Linked DNA regions of Mus musculus: all the other regions are linked to region 1. Evidence: chromatin contacts called from public HiChIP or PLAC-seq and promoter capture Hi-C data. All regions are on one chromosome and are shown on one strand. Each heading gives the region's core, a stretch centred on a gene start, on an enhancer-like site or on the middle of the called end of the contact. The rest is flanking DNA. Distances are from core to core; before and after follow the strand shown. Region 1 holds the start of Cemip (cell migration inducing protein, hyaluronan binding). Region 2 overlaps Cemip (cell migration inducing protein, hyaluronan binding). Region 3 overlaps LOC117997403 (a long non-coding RNA gene). Region 4 overlaps LOC117997403 (a long non-coding RNA gene). Region 5 overlaps Cemip (cell migration inducing protein, hyaluronan binding).

The links. Promoter capture Hi-C pulls out the DNA fragments that hold promoters and counts their contacts. HiChIP or PLAC-seq counts read pairs in DNA pulled down with a chosen protein or histone mark.
Region 2: an HNF4G HiChIP or PLAC-seq map of pancreatic cancer cells shows a contact between it and region 1. The contact joins the enhancer-like site here to the promoter of Cemip in region 1. A contact is called at or near these places in 2 of 39 promoter capture datasets (the 3T3-L1 cell line and embryonic stem cells), 10 of 484 Hi-C or Micro-C datasets (the AML12 cell line, the HL-1 cell line, cortical neurons and 5 more), 6 of 115 datasets of contacts at active chromatin or transcription factors (embryonic stem cells, extraembryonic endoderm stem cells, forebrain and 1 more) and 1 of 9 other capture datasets (pancreatic islet).
Region 3: a contact with region 1 is called in an H3K4me3 HiChIP or PLAC-seq map of intestinal villus epithelium, with 5 read pairs. The contact joins the enhancer-like site here to the promoter of Cemip in region 1. A contact is called at or near these places in 8 of 39 promoter capture datasets (the 3T3-L1 cell line, the C10 cell line, the HPC-7 cell line and 3 more), 1 of 15 datasets of contacts at CTCF or cohesin (the NIH/3T3 cell line), 7 of 484 Hi-C or Micro-C datasets (the G1E-ER4 cell line, bone marrow-derived macrophages, cerebral cortex and 2 more), 4 of 115 datasets of contacts at active chromatin or transcription factors (CD8 T cells, bone marrow-derived dendritic cells, double positive thymocytes and 1 more) and 2 of 9 other capture datasets (embryonic stem cells and pancreatic islet).
Region 4: a promoter capture Hi-C map of liver shows a contact between it and region 1. The contact joins the enhancer-like site here to the promoter of Cemip in region 1. A contact is called at or near these places in 12 of 39 promoter capture datasets (the C10 cell line, the HPC-7 cell line, cranial neural crest and 7 more), 2 of 15 datasets of contacts at CTCF or cohesin (the NIH/3T3 cell line and large pre-B cells), 10 of 484 Hi-C or Micro-C datasets (ECoMG-derived neutrophils, the G1E-ER4 cell line, the HPC-7 cell line and 5 more), 2 of 115 datasets of contacts at active chromatin or transcription factors (astrocytes and stem cell-derived neural progenitor cells) and 1 of 9 other capture datasets (macrophages).
Region 5: a contact with region 1 is called in an HNF4G HiChIP or PLAC-seq map of pancreatic cancer cells. The contact joins the enhancer-like site here to the promoter of Cemip in region 1. A contact is called at or near these places in 3 of 39 promoter capture datasets (the 3T3-L1 cell line, embryonic stem cells and hippocampal neurons), 1 of 15 datasets of contacts at CTCF or cohesin (the NIH/3T3 cell line), 9 of 484 Hi-C or Micro-C datasets (the AML12 cell line, the HL-1 cell line, cortical neurons and 4 more), 6 of 115 datasets of contacts at active chromatin or transcription factors (embryonic stem cells, extraembryonic endoderm stem cells, forebrain and 1 more) and 2 of 9 other capture datasets (embryonic stem cells and pancreatic islet).

What each region holds. Positions count from the first base shown.
Region 1 is chr7:84,085,090-84,087,789 of GRCm38.p6, reverse strand. Cemip (cell migration inducing protein, hyaluronan binding) reads left to right here and starts at 1,285. Exons shown (of 29, transcript NM_030728.4): 1 at 1,285-1,532.
Region 2 is chr7:84,000,448-84,003,147 of GRCm38.p6, reverse strand. The region is part of intron 2 of Cemip (cell migration inducing protein, hyaluronan binding); the gene reads left to right. All of the region lies in intron 2 of Gm30440 (a long non-coding RNA gene), which reads right to left. Among named protein-coding and RNA genes, the nearest start is that of Gm30440, 32 kb to the right of the region's middle. Within about 2 kb of position 1,412, at least 18 of the 459 cell types and tissues checked have an H3K27ac peak or open chromatin away from gene starts, as enhancers often do. A contact at or near this core is called in cortical neurons and pancreatic cancer cells, where this site is marked.
Region 3 is chr7:84,187,026-84,189,725 of GRCm38.p6, reverse strand. The region is part of intron 2 of LOC117997403 (a long non-coding RNA gene); the gene reads right to left. Among named protein-coding and RNA genes, the nearest start is that of Gm22177, 18 kb to the right of the region's middle. Within about 2 kb of position 1,330, at least 27 of the 459 cell types and tissues checked have an H3K27ac peak or open chromatin away from gene starts, as enhancers often do. A contact at or near this core is called in bone marrow-derived macrophages and intestinal villus epithelium, where this site is marked.
Region 4 is chr7:84,210,867-84,213,566 of GRCm38.p6, reverse strand. All of the region lies in intron 2 of LOC117997403 (a long non-coding RNA gene), which reads right to left. Among named protein-coding and RNA genes, the nearest start is that of Gm26708, 21 kb to the left of the region's middle. Within about 2 kb of position 1,331, at least 20 of the 459 cell types and tissues checked have an H3K27ac peak or open chromatin away from gene starts, as enhancers often do. A contact at or near this core is called in bone marrow-derived dendritic cells, bone marrow-derived macrophages and liver, where this site is marked.
Region 5 is chr7:83,981,326-83,984,025 of GRCm38.p6, reverse strand. Cemip (cell migration inducing protein, hyaluronan binding) reads left to right here. Exons shown (of 29, transcript NM_030728.4): 10 at 760-892; 11 at 1,643-1,834. All of the region lies in intron 2 of Gm30440 (a long non-coding RNA gene), which reads right to left. Among named protein-coding and RNA genes, the nearest start is that of Gm30440, 12 kb to the right of the region's middle. Within about 2 kb of position 1,360, at least 5 of the 459 cell types and tissues checked have an H3K27ac peak or open chromatin away from gene starts, as enhancers often do. A contact at or near this core is called in pancreatic cancer cells, where this site is marked.

The DNA of each region.
Region 1 (2,700 bases), core at 36-2,535:
GCACTGCCTAGAATGAAGACCCTCTCGCACAGCAGTGAGCATAGGACATTGGCAGGCAGGAAGAAATGTGTACTTGAGAACTCTCATTAACCAGAGGAGGGAGCTGAGCAATAAGTCTCAAAGAGGGACAGCATATAGAATTGCAACCAAAGCTGTCATCTTAGAATTAAAATGAAATGGAAAAAAAAATCCCCAGCACCTTTCACCCTTTTTGCCAGGGTCAGAGTGGATAGGTAGCTGGTGCTCAGGGCACCCAGTGTTGAGGAGATGCTAGATGCTCTGGGTGGGCTTACTTATTCCTATGGCAGAGGATAACTCACTGGTGGCACTGTCTTGTTTTGATCCTTGAGAACATTGTCCTGTCCAGGCACAGACTACATGCAGGATAGCAAACACTTACTATGACTTAGTACCCACAAAATCTCACTGAAATCCTCTCTCCAGGCTCATGGGAGCCCAATGGTGAAGTCCCTTGTTTATGGTCAAGTAACTGGCATGTGCAGAAAACTGACACATGTGAAGAAGTAACTCTACTATCCGTGTGTGTGTGTGTGTGTATGTGTGTGTCCCCTAAGACAGAGGTCAAGCTGCTTGGAGTGTTATTTGTTTTTGAGACCGGGTATCTCTATTTTACCCGGACTGGCCAGCAAGCCCCAACAAGCCACCTGTCTCCACCTCCCCAGCTCTGGAATTACAAATTAGGGCTATTGCCCACCCAAGGCATTTTTATGAGGATTCTGGGAACTGAACTCTGTTTTTTCAAACCTGTAAACATCTTAGCGGTCATCTCCCTAGCTTTCAAAACAAGATCTTCTCTAAGAGACCTCTAGACCTAGGCGATCCTGGATTCTGTTGCTATGTTGGCTTACAAAAAGTGTTACGGGTTTGAAATCTAACAGCCTGAACGTAGAGTGGTGGCGACTCTGTCAAAATCTCTTTTTTCTGGCTGACTGTCCCTTGGGGAGGCCACTGGATACAAGCTGCGCTTCCATCACTAAGCCCTCGGAGGTCCGCAGCTTTCGTCCTAGGCTCCAGCGCCCTCACCTGGTGGCCACGGCTTGTCCCGGCGGCGGCTCTCGGGCTCAGGTCTGCGGCTCCCGGAGCGGCCGCCAGAGCCCGCCCGGGTCCAGCCCCGCAGGCCGCCCACCGCGGTGAGTGGGAGGACGCTGCCCAGAGACAGGGGTGGGACAGGGGGGACGGGATGAGTGCGGGCGCCGGGGGCTCTGGTGGGGAGGAGTCAGGCCCGGAAGGCGACTATAAAAAGCGTCGGCTCGGGCTGGCAGCTCCGAGCTAGCTACTAAGCCAGTGAGCGCGCGGAGTCGAGCGAGGAGCGCCTTCTGCGCTGAGTGGCAGTGGTCTGGTGCTGCTGGAGCACTGTGCCGAGTGAGGTCGGAATCTGCACCCCACTTTCCGCCAGCTCCCGTCCCACTTGCTTACGCTCAGGAGCTCAACGCGTGGGATCAGATACTAGACTACGGGATGCTGCACTCCAGATCCCCGAGGCGTGGCAGGGTCTCGGTCATCAACCTGAGGTAAGAGGACCGGAGCTAGGGCGCGAGGGCTGCTTGGGTTAAGCTATGGGGAGGAGAGGAGAGACCGGATCCCACATTCTCCCCTCTGTTAGGTAGAACGTTGCCCTCCATCAGTCTGATTGTCCAGCCTATTATTCTATGCTGTCTACCACTGTCTGTCTGTCTGTCTGTCTGTCTGTCTGCCTGCCTGCCTATCCATGAATATATTGGTGGGCACACGCCTCCGCCACGGTCCTTCGTCTCTGAAATCTTTACAAATGTCAGGTGTTGGGGACACCATCGTCCAGGAATGTATTCGACGGGAGGTGGATTTCTGTTTTGCTTAGTTTGTGCCCCTGTGAATGGCACCAGATGTTCACACAAACAACAGTGTCTAATCGAAGAGAGATGGCCCCTAGGCAGGTCTCGCAAGGAGCCCGGTGCAGGGAACGCGCTTACCGTGTGGCTAATGGTGAGCTTCGCAAGACTGTACCTTGTCGCTACCACGTAGGCAAGGTCTCCTGGGTTCCCTAACCTGCCTCTGCCCTCCCAGTGATACGCTGGCACCGGGCTGGAGGAGATGATCTGATGTTAGACGACCTCGGTGGCCTCTGCTGTTATTTAAACAAACACTAAGCCTGGCAGCGCTGCAGGGACATTTGGTGGCCCCTGGCAACAGACAGCATCTGCAAGAAGGGTCTCGCTAGATTGACAGAAAAACCAAGGTCTCCATAAGGCACAAGACTGAGTTGTCCACGGTTCTCAAGCTCTCCGCTCTGGTTCGGTGACATCTCGGAATGAACCCCAGAGAATCCTTGTGCTCTTGACCGAGCGTTGTGCCGGTGTTCCCCAAGACTGGACACTCTACCCGCCCCAGGTCTGAGGTTCTCAGTCCTGCTCCGAGCAGCCAACTCTGCCCACAGGTAAGACCTTCTCTTTAAAACCAAGCTTTTGATGTGAGAGCCACGGCTTGGCTGAAGCCTGTCCAGGAGACCGTGAGCCAGGGAGTCATTTCCATCTCCGCGGTCTGGAGAGGGACCCTAAGGCGCGCCCGCGGGCGGGGAATAGGCTGCTCCGCGTGCCCAGGCTCGGCGCCACCATGGACAGCTCCCAGCTACTTCCGCCACTCGGGGCCTGTGGCCCTGAGTCTGGTGTGTTCAGGCACCTCCCTCACTGATTAAGGTGTTCA
Region 2 (2,700 bases), core at 163-2,662, 85 kb after region 1:
CAGGTTGAAAACTCAGTGTCTGCCTGGATTCCATTGCAAGCGAACCTAGTTGGAAAGGTACTATCGTCTCCATGGAGCCGAGACTTCCCTCATAGAGCACCCATCTCTCAATTCTGGAAATTGGAAAGGGGAGACATTGTTGTAAGATATTTTGAATTTTTAAAGGAGACCAGAAATGTGAATTTTTATTAAAAACCTTGATTTTAAATGTTAGCTGCTAATACAAAATTTAGAATCTGTCTGAAAGAGAGTCAGGAAGTGGAGAGGGAGAATTCAGCCTAGACATGGCTTTCTACCTCTGGTCTACTCAGTTTCAGAGCATCCCTCCCTACAGTGTGCCATCAAGTCAGGATCTGGGCCCATAAAACCCCTTTCGGCCTCAATACCCTCAGCAAGGATTAGATTGTGTTTTTCTTTTTTGTTGTTTAGTTTGGTTTATATATTAAGATAGGACCTCACAAGGTAGCCCTGACTGGGCTTAAACTCACAGATCAGCCCGTCTCTGCCACTGGAGTTCTGGGGATCAAAGGTATGCACCACCACACCCAGCTGTTTTCTGTTTGAGACAGTGTCTCTTTCAGTATGATCCAGGCTAGCTTCAAACTTGCAATCTTCCCTAAGGTTATAGGCCTGTGTTACAGCCCAGCACCCTACTTAGATCTATCTTACTATCTCAGTATGGTCAACTTTGCTTTAAGTGGTTTACTTATTTTATCTTGTGAGGTTTCTATCTTTCCTTTTACCTCGTGGTACCAAGCAAGTGATCTTTATGTGAATTTTACATTAAGGTTAGAAGCACAGGACACTTCACCCAGGCTCCAGGAAGCAACCACTGAATAACTGGAACCTTTGGCAGACACTAGAGGTACAGAGTACCAGTCTTAGAAACTGAGCAGGGGTTTGATAAGACCACCATGGATACCATTCATTGCTCATCATAAAATGCTATTATTACTCGAGTTTTATGCTCTTCCATGATAAAGGACCTCACATTGAATTACATTGTTTACCAGCCCACTGAGGGTAGGAAGCATTGTGTAGCATAGAATGCCTTCACTGTGATTTCATACAAAATCTCCTTAATTCTTGGGTGACATAGCAAGTAGGCAAAGTGTCAGTGTTTAGTGCAATGATTTATGACATTGCCTGAGTTCATTCATCTTCTCTTTCAATTAATAAACACAAATTGGGTATTGACTCCAGGCTAGGAACTGTATTTGGGTTTATTATTGGGGTGATTCAGCTTGGGGAGTATTCAGATACTTCCTGGGTGTTTCCTCCCACACCCCAGTTTGCATATAAACCCTTTGGAATGGAGGCTGTGCCTCTCCCTGATGCCCTTCAGTCTGTGCTCTTTGGGAGAGAAGTAGAAATTGCCTTTGTCATTCATGCTTTAAGTAGTCATTCCCTTATAGTCTGCTTCGCAGGCCCTCTGCCGTAGTCAAGGAAATCAGTGTGGTTGCCATGGTGATGTTTCAAAGATGGTACTGGAGATTTTCAGATGATTTACTGATTCATATGTATGAAAACCCACCTTCCACACTTCCACAAAGGAGGGCCCACCACATCCAGTAACAGAAGTACTGTCTTAGCCATAGGCTCAGAGTTTTTAGAGCGGGGCTCATGATCCTGATAGTGGACAAACCTGTAGTGTGAGGCCCACCATAGCCAAGCTGAGATGCGAAGTTGGCTGCAGAGTCATATGCCCAGACAGGGAAAGGACTCTGGGCTTGGCTTGGAAGTGAGACACACTAAGACCCGAAGCACTGTCCACTTAGTGGAACTGTTTCTTCCCAGGATGCACTCCGGGAGGCTACATTTGCTCTTCACACTCTGATAATCAGCTCCTTGAGACTGATTCCCACATCCAGGACCAGGTGAAAGGCTACTAGGAATTTGGGACTATCCTCTTTGGAGATAAGCTTAGGTGTGGAATTTAACACCCAGCTCTCAGAGCTGTTGCTTTGAGCACCAGCTTTGAGCATTCTATATCAAGGTGGGGAGCTGCCCAGCCTATGTAGAGGCTGGTAGCAGCTCTTCTCTTCAGCCAGCAGGGAAGTCTGCATCTGCTATGTTGTCATTACTTGAAACTTAGAATCTAAAATGGTGACTCATTGAAACCCCACAAATGTGGAGTTCTCATTGTAGTGACACTTAAAGTATGAATTCTCACCAACAGTGAGGCAAACAGAACCAAAGGTGTCTGCCGCACACATGGGAGAGAATGTGGGGGCTGGGCACCCACACAGTAAACTTGCGCTCAATAGAAGACTGAACAGTCTTTATCTGGTGCAGTTGAGTGTAGATAACAGCATGTCTCCCTCTAGGCTCTTCTTTAGATATCTAACTATGGCAATTATGGCTTTTTTTTGCATAACTGAAGAATGATCCAGTACCCCTTAGAGCTGCTATGCCTGCCATGACACTAACTGAATTGGAACTGGTTCTGGTCCCATGCTGTAGATGTGACTCCTGTGCCAACTTTACCTGTGGAATGTACTGATTCTAAGTCCCCTGCACTGTGACACTTGCTTCCACTCCTGATACCCCCCTTGGTCTCCCTACAGAACCCTTTCCCTTGTGGGCTCACCTAAGCCTCCCCTCCATCTCCCCACCTCCTCTGTGCTCCCTGTAAGTCTGATTTGTTCTTCACAATCTAATTGCTGAGAAAATGAAAATAGCCTCACATCAATTAGCCCC
Region 3 (2,700 bases), core at 81-2,580, 100 kb before region 1:
AAAGCAGAACAAAACACTAGTTGTACTTTTAAACCTATGAGCACAACAAAGAAATTAAGATGAAATAGTCTAAATGTCCCAGCTCTCACACAATACATGTCCCCAGATGGGTTGGTTCCATAAATAAATTATGAATTAAAGAGTTCTATGGACATGATCTCATTTGGCAGAAATAAGAATCATCTGAACATATATATACATGCATATATACATATGTATGATCCGAATGACATACTATGGTAATGTGTTAATGATTTTTTTCATCTCAGAGCAGAATCACAAGCTTTCTCTGTGTTCTTCACTTGTCTGTATTTACATATTAAAACATATAATGCTTCTGGAAAGCACTAGTGCCATGCATAGCTTGAATTTTGATATATAAAAATATCTCTAGCTTGTTTTCATATTTTAAACAGCTTGGAGATTTTTTTAAAATCCCCAAAGCTCAGCTTCAGCCCAGATGAATCAGGTGTAGGAAGTTATATACTTTTGAATCTCCCTGGTTGTTTCCTGTGGAGACCACTGATGTACACGTTTGTACTCTAGGGTGTCTCACCTTAGTCAGGCACTGGTATTGCCAGGAGCTTGTTCTGTCAGAAGCCATGTCAGGTCATTGTAGATCTATGGAATGAAGCTTTGTCTTGAAACAGGGCTCCCAGATGTTTCTAGGGTAGTCTATAGTCTGAGAAGCTCTGATACAAAGCATGCTCTGTTTTCAGTCCTGGTCATCTTCCCTGGGAGAGGGGGACATGATGGAAAGAGCAATAACTATGGCTTCATGTGGGCAGCCTCAATATTTTCATTAAATTGGTTCAAAAGATGGACATAGTGGGTCAAACCTGAAACACTAGCCCTTAGAGAAACATGAGGATTGCTAGTAATTTGAGGACAGACTGAACTACTGAATGAGTCCTAATTACAGTTTGGGCTATATAGTCTCAAAAAGAGTAATATAACAACACTTCTGGTTTTTAAATTTTATTATTACTATATGCCTGAAGATTTTTTGATGTTCACCTTCTATTATGTACACATGACTTAGAAACTCTGAGACACTGCCCTGGTCTTTGTAACTCTTCTTCTCAACTTTTGCATGGTTCTATGACTTCCTTTAACCAAAGTGAAACTGCCTTTATTTCTGTATACAATCATCAGACCTTTGTGGAAACATTGGATTGTGTATGTTGATGTTGGTAGTGAGACAGAGAACCTATACTGCTGATTACAGGAGCTTTTAACTGTATAAGAAGCTTCCGTGTGTCCCCAGTAGCTCTAGAACAATGGGGAACAAGAAGGCTCTTTGAGAGGGCCTGGTGATTCAGACATGGGAGTGGTCATTTCTTCCTGCTACTGGAATCGAGGACATCGTCATTAAGGAAATGTGTTTTGTGTCAAAGGTCGGTGGAGGAAAGCCTCTCAGGGTAGCTCTCACCATTGGAGAGAGCTGACTAGTCTCAATGACCGGTGGTAAAGACAATTTTGGCTCCAAGATTCTATAGGTCTTTACCAAACTTCAGGGAAGCCTCTAAGAACCCTGGGAATACCATAAACTGAAGTATGGAGAGTCCTTTGCCCTGTGTATCCCCTTGTGCCTTTTTCATCCTCTTAGGTTAGCTAGTTTTCTTGGCATGATAGCAACATGAGTATTAAATACGAAAAGCTACTCTTGAGAGGGGAATCCCAGACACAGGGTACTTGAATCAGAGTAATTAGCAAGTACCACAGCTATGCATACAGATGTAACACAGATTGGATGCAGTGATTTATTATTTTTTAAGTCATTCTGTTGGCTAATTTTAAGTTAACTTGACACAAGCTAGAGTCATTTGGGAAGAGGGACTCTCGGTTGAGAAAACAGCCCCAAAGACTGGGCTATGTGGGCTGCCAACAATTTTGGAAGACAAGTTCTTTTATTAATGACTGATGTGGGAGGAAGTAGCTCACTGTGGGCAGTGCCACCCTGGGCAAGTGGTCTTGAGTTGTATAAAAAAGCAAATGAAGCTAGTCAAGGAAGCAAGCCAGTAATCAGCTTTTCTCTATGACTTTTGCTCCAGTTTCTGCATCCAGATTCCTCTTTTGGGCTCTTTCCCGGCCTTCTCTCAGTAAAGGACTGTGACTTGAGAGTTGAAAACAGAAATATATCTTGGCCTGCCCAAGCTGCTTTTTGTCACAGTGTTTGATCACAGTATAATCCCTAACTAAGGCAGACATGAAATCAGGAGAGGAGTGAAGAGGTGTGGGGTGGGAGTTGGGGGGAAGAGACCTAGAAAAGGAGGGGAAAGAGTGTGGGATGAAGATAATCAAAATACATTGTATGCATATATGAAAACCTCAAAGAATGTATGTAAAATATTACATTTAAAATGACAAGCTAGATAAGAAACAGGAACAGCTGAGTCATAGTTGGTGATCATTGAAGCTTGATATTAAGAGCATGGTGGTCTTCTATGCTATTGCATTTTGGAAAGTTTATTGCTGTTGTTTCAAGACAGTGACTCATTACATACCCTGGCCTAGAATTCACAGAGATCTTCCTTCCTCTTCCTCCCAAGTGTTGAGATTACAAACATGTGTTGTTGCACCCAGCTTATTTTGGAAAATTTCTTTACAGTGAGGAAGAAGTCCCGGGGAAGGAATCCTGACAGCCTCTTGTGATATTATTTTGCCACCTCTCATTTCCTCAGACCATTCCAACTGTAT
Region 4 (2,700 bases), core at 82-2,581, 130 kb before region 1:
AGCTTACTTCTTGATTTTTTTTTTTTGTCACTTCAATTTTTTTTATGTTATAGAAGTCAAATCCAGACCCAACATAAATACAGGAAATAGAAACAAAATATATTATAAGCATATGTATAAAAGTCACCAATAAAATATTTGCAATTTAACCTAAAAGCTAATTAACAACACCCCATAATGAAGCAACTTTTTTAAAAAATTTATTTATTTTTATTAGGTATTTTCCTCATTTACATTTCCAATGCTATCACAAAAGTCCCCCATACCCTCCCTCCCCTACCCACCCACTCCCACTTCTTGGCCCTGACGTTCCCCTGTACTGAGGCATATAAAGTTTGCACGACCAATGGGCCTCTCTTTCCACTGATGGCCGACTAGGCCATCTTCTGACATATGCAGCTAGAGACATGAGCTCCAGGGGGTACTGGTTAGTTCATAATGTTGTTGTACCTACAGGGTTGCAGATCCCTTTAGCTCCTTGGAAACTTTCTCTAGCTCCTCCACTGGGGGCCCTGTGATCCATCCAATAGCTGACTGTGAGCATCCACTTCTGTGTTTGCTAGGCCCCGGCCTAGTCTCACAAGAGAAAGCTATATCAGGGTCCTTTCAGCAAAATCTTGCTAATGTATGCAATGGTGTCAGCGTTTGGAGGCTGATTATGGGATGGATCCCCAGATATGGCAGTGTCTAGATGGTCCATCCTTTTGTCTCAGCTCCAAACTTTGTCTATGTAACTCCTTCCATGGGTGTTTTGTTCCCAATTCTAAGAAAGAGTAAAGTGTCCACACTTTGGTCGTGGTTCTTCTTGAGTTTCATGTGTTTCACAAATTGTATCCTAGGAAAGAAATCTGGAACCATAGATACTTCTTGATCCTTAAGCAGAAGTACAGGGAGAGACACTGGGAATGGTGCAGGTCTTTTGGCCTCCAACAAGGCCACCCCTCCTAAGCCTTTCCAAACAGTTCCAAACAAGATGGGGAACCAAGTATTCAAATACATGAGCCCATGAGGACCCTTTTCATTCAAACCACCATACTGCTCTATTTATGCTTTTAATTAAAAGTAAATTATTTTAAAAGTTATACCCACATATCTAAGGAGACAGCTTGTTCCTTGGCAAGAAATGTATAAACATCCCCTGTATCTCACTGTGGAGTGAATCAGGGCAGGAAGCTGCACAGTGACAGTCTCTATGATGACAATTGGCATTGCAGAGCCCAGGCACAGACTTTTACTAATATTTACTTTCTCACAGCCAAGGAAAAGAATGGCCTGAGACCTGCTGGCTGGAATCAAAGTGCCATGTGAACAGAGGATGTGAAAATAGAGAGGGGAAGCCCCGGAGTGGGTCTTTATATTTAGTAACCAACACAGTAACAAACAGCCACATGTTTGGGGGTAGGGGGATCATCTTCCTGATCTCTCCCTCCCATGGGGATTTCTGCTTTGTTCTTTACGTGGCTGTGAATCACATGCAACAGAGAACTAATAGGGGTTTCAAGTAACATGTCTAAAAGTTGGCAAGTTTAATTTCTCTGAGACATGAAGAAATTTATTTTTAGTTTATAGAGATGCTCCCACAGAAAGGAAGCTGATAGCACCATGGAGGGAACGTGGTACTCACCCAGCCACAGACATTCTTCCCTTCATTCTCAGCAGAAGGTCAAGGGTGGGAAAATGCATGTCCCCAAGACACTGGAAAGAACTCTGTTAGTAAAGAAGCCCCTTCAGAAGTTCACACACACAATGGCATGCCTAGGCAGAGGCTGGGGGCTACCCCTGTGCCACAGAGGGAAGATGTGTCAGTCAGCATGAAGTCTAGACTACAGAAGTTGCTCTATGTGCTGCAAATACTGGAAGTGAATTCAGGGCAATGCTTACTAAAGTATTCTGAAGACCAAAGCAAAAGAAAGGGAGAAGTGAGGTCTGCAAGAGACTAGAAATATTGGAACTTTTGAGCCCAGATAAAGAGCTAACAAGGAAAATGACTCTGTATTCTGGGACCCCACCCCCACCCGAGAAGTGGGAGGAAGTTGCTTGAGGCCCTATGCTCATACTGCCAGTGGGGACACTGCATATTATCCTCTCCCTGATATTTTAGGAGCCAAGCTGCCAAATGACCCATGTCAACCCCCAGCACTGTTTAAGCCAATGCTCACCAAGCACCACGCTATTCCAACACCTATAATCTCCACTGTCATTGTTAATGCTGCTGGAGTTAAAACCTCTGCGATGCTGTTACTGACAGTAAGAAAAATCAGGAAGGCCTCCTTTGTCCCTCCTTCCCATCCCCTGACCATGTACCCAGGGGCAGGATCTATATAGTCTAAGCAGCATGCAGAATCTAAGCCAAGTGCACAGTCCCAGCCTCCTTCCAAGTGGAACAGAGCAGAGGGGCAGGAAGAGGGCCGTCAAGAGACAGATGACTAGTATGATGAAGATAGGGAAGCTTTTGTGGCCGCAGTGGCTAAATAGGGAAATAAAGTAACTAACTTCCATCCCAGACAGAGCTTGGGCTTGTGAAAAATGGACCTTATCTACTACAGACAGATTTACTTGTCTATTTTAGTCACTCATTGTTCATGCGTGCTCACTGGGGTACCCGCTAATGCAGTGAATAGAGATTGCCATTAATGACTGCATCTCTCCTCTTTTACAGCCTACTCGTCTCCAGGGCCTTTCTGGGCTTCTAGAATTCCC
Region 5 (2,700 bases), core at 111-2,610, 100 kb after region 1:
TCTTCCATGTTTCCAGACACCCACCTGAGGGTGCTCATCCAGAGGCTCAGGTTTTAGCAGATAAGGGCACAGTCACAGCTCCTATTAGACACATCATCTCTCCTCACCTAAATTCTGTAAAGCCCCTTGCTTTAGAGGCAATGCTCAAGTTCACTTACCTGCTCCTTTGAGATCAGTGAACCCACAGGAGCGCTACCTCCCAACAAATCTGACTATATATTCTTGTTTGGGCTGAACTGGTTTGTTGTGTCATTAGAGAAACCTATTTGGTAGAGTGTAGGCATATAGAATTTTGAGATTCCTGGTGTTATACAGAAACCCATTTGGGCACCTGTGGGTTGTATAGAGTCATTCCCTGGTAAATAAAAGCTAGCTCTTTACATAGTCTGAGGGTGGCGAGATGGTCATAAGAAGAGACATATCAGGGTCCTAAGAAAGCCTGTGTATGGTGGATGCTCTGTAAATGTGCGCACAATGATGAGCAATAAGTAGGACTCAGGACTCCTGCTAGATCACAAACCTTCTAGCTGACTCTCTCCCAGAAATCAGGCCTCACCACATCCATTCCCGAGACTTAACACTGACTTTCTTATAACAAAACTCACAAAGACTATTGGGATAAGGGTCCTGGGCTGTTGTAAATAAGTTTCACAGTGGGGACAATTTTAGACTTGTAAATATAAGTTGGGGACATTAATCAGCACTTTCCCTCTTCATAAAAAAAGCATCCTTGCTCTGTAATTTCCATTCTGTTCTCAGGCCACAACAATGGATGGAGTCGCCCTCAGCACTGAGGTTGTCTACAAAAATGGCCAAGATTACAGGTTTGCTTGCTACACCCGGGGCAGAGCCTGCCGAAGCTATCGAGTGCGATTCTTATGTGGAAAACCCGGTATGCAAGCAAATCCTAGCTCCTTATTGGGTTAGAACTGCAACTGAGCTCTGATTCCCGACCGGATCCCTGATCTGGCTTCTATGCACTGTGAAATGGGATGTCTGGGTCTGCCATGTTGAGTATCATAGTGTCACAATCACCCACACTGAGTGCAGAAGCAGCCAGATGGTCCCAGGCATTGGAAGCAGATAGCAAATCTCTGGCCTGTCGTAAGCCTTTCTAGAAGGGGCGGGCTTGGTCCAAGAATGCAGTGTGCTGATGGGCAGGGTTGACACAGTCTCTCTGCCTCTTCTGGTGCTGTTGTTTCAAACCCAGTTCCCCAGGCAGTGCTCATTAGACAGGACTGGAAATGGCTGGCTTGTTCTGGAATCAGCATCTCCAGAAAGCAGTCATTGGACTTGGGGGTGGGACTTATGGCTACTGTAAATAATAGTGGAGAGGAACTATATTTGTTTTACATCTTGGGCAAAGTGGGTGTGGTGAGGCAACACACTGAAAACTAGCTTAGAAGTCAGTGGAAAATTCCTCTGCCCAGAGCTAATGAATGGGTCTTTTTTGGTTGGGTTTTTGTTGACTTCAAAAACCTGTAAGTACTGAGACTGGGATGAGAGAGAGTCTGGTGATTCGGGTTTTGGAAGGGCACACCTGGCATTTACTGATTTCCAGAGGGGAGGGGAAGAGGTGGGCAGCCACATGTTTGCTGAAGGCAAAGGGCTGTGTCTTAGTCCTTCCTGTTTTGGGTTACAGTGAGGCCCAAGCTCACGGTTAGCATCGACACCAACGTAAACAGCACCATCCTGAGTCTGGTGGACAATGTGCGGTCATGGAGGCCTGGAGACACCCTGGTTGTTGCCAGCACTGACTATTCGATGTACCAGGCAGAAGAGTTCCGGGTGCTCCCCTGCAAAGCTTGCACCTCTACACAGGTCAAGGTGGCAGGTAGGTATCTCCTCATTTCAGGCTGCAGGAATCTGAACACTGGTAGACTTCAAGTGAAAGATTGGAATCTGTGAGCTATTCTCAGAGTCCTACAAATCAAACAAAATGCTGAGATACTCAATATAAGCACTGGCTCCTTACTGATGCATCAATACATTGTCCAAGCAGGCAGCCTAACTGATATTTGAAATAACTTCACTTAAGAAGAAAGACTCATGGGTTTGGAAGCCTCAGTTCTAGGTTTGTTAGCCCTGTTGTTTAGGGCAAGAGCTAGTGATGGAGGAAGTTGCTTATCTCATGGCATCCAGAAATCAAAGAAAGGAGGATGCTAGAGTCCCAGCACAATAATTATAAAAGAGATGTGTAATGAGCTGGGCAGAGGGAGGAGGGATTCTACTCTGTTGGAGTGGGCGTGGTTCTTTCCCTGAGGAATTCATGATTAAGTGGGAAGCTGGGAGAAGATGACAGAGTGGTCAGGAAAGAGAAGTAGTGCTGGAAGGGAAGGCATGTGGACACAGCACCTGAGCAGGGGTGGGTCAGCCATGAGGAGGACAGGTAGACTACAGGGCAGACCACGAGAGCGCCTAGGATCACAGAAGGGAGAAGAGGTTGCAAGACAACCAGGGGCTTTGCTTGAGTGCACAGGAAGCTACTGAACTCCATGGATCTGTTGGGTGTTCCTAGCAAGGAAGGATTTCCCATGTCTGCATCTGTAGGAGGATACTTAGGTTATCATCACAGTGCATGGTAGAAGGCCTCCTGGGATGTCAGTGGCCCCTTTGGCAGATCATTTGAGCTCATGTCACTCCTTGTGCCTCCTGGTAGCATGCAGCTATGCAGGATGGGCAAAGCCTGACTTCCAGGCC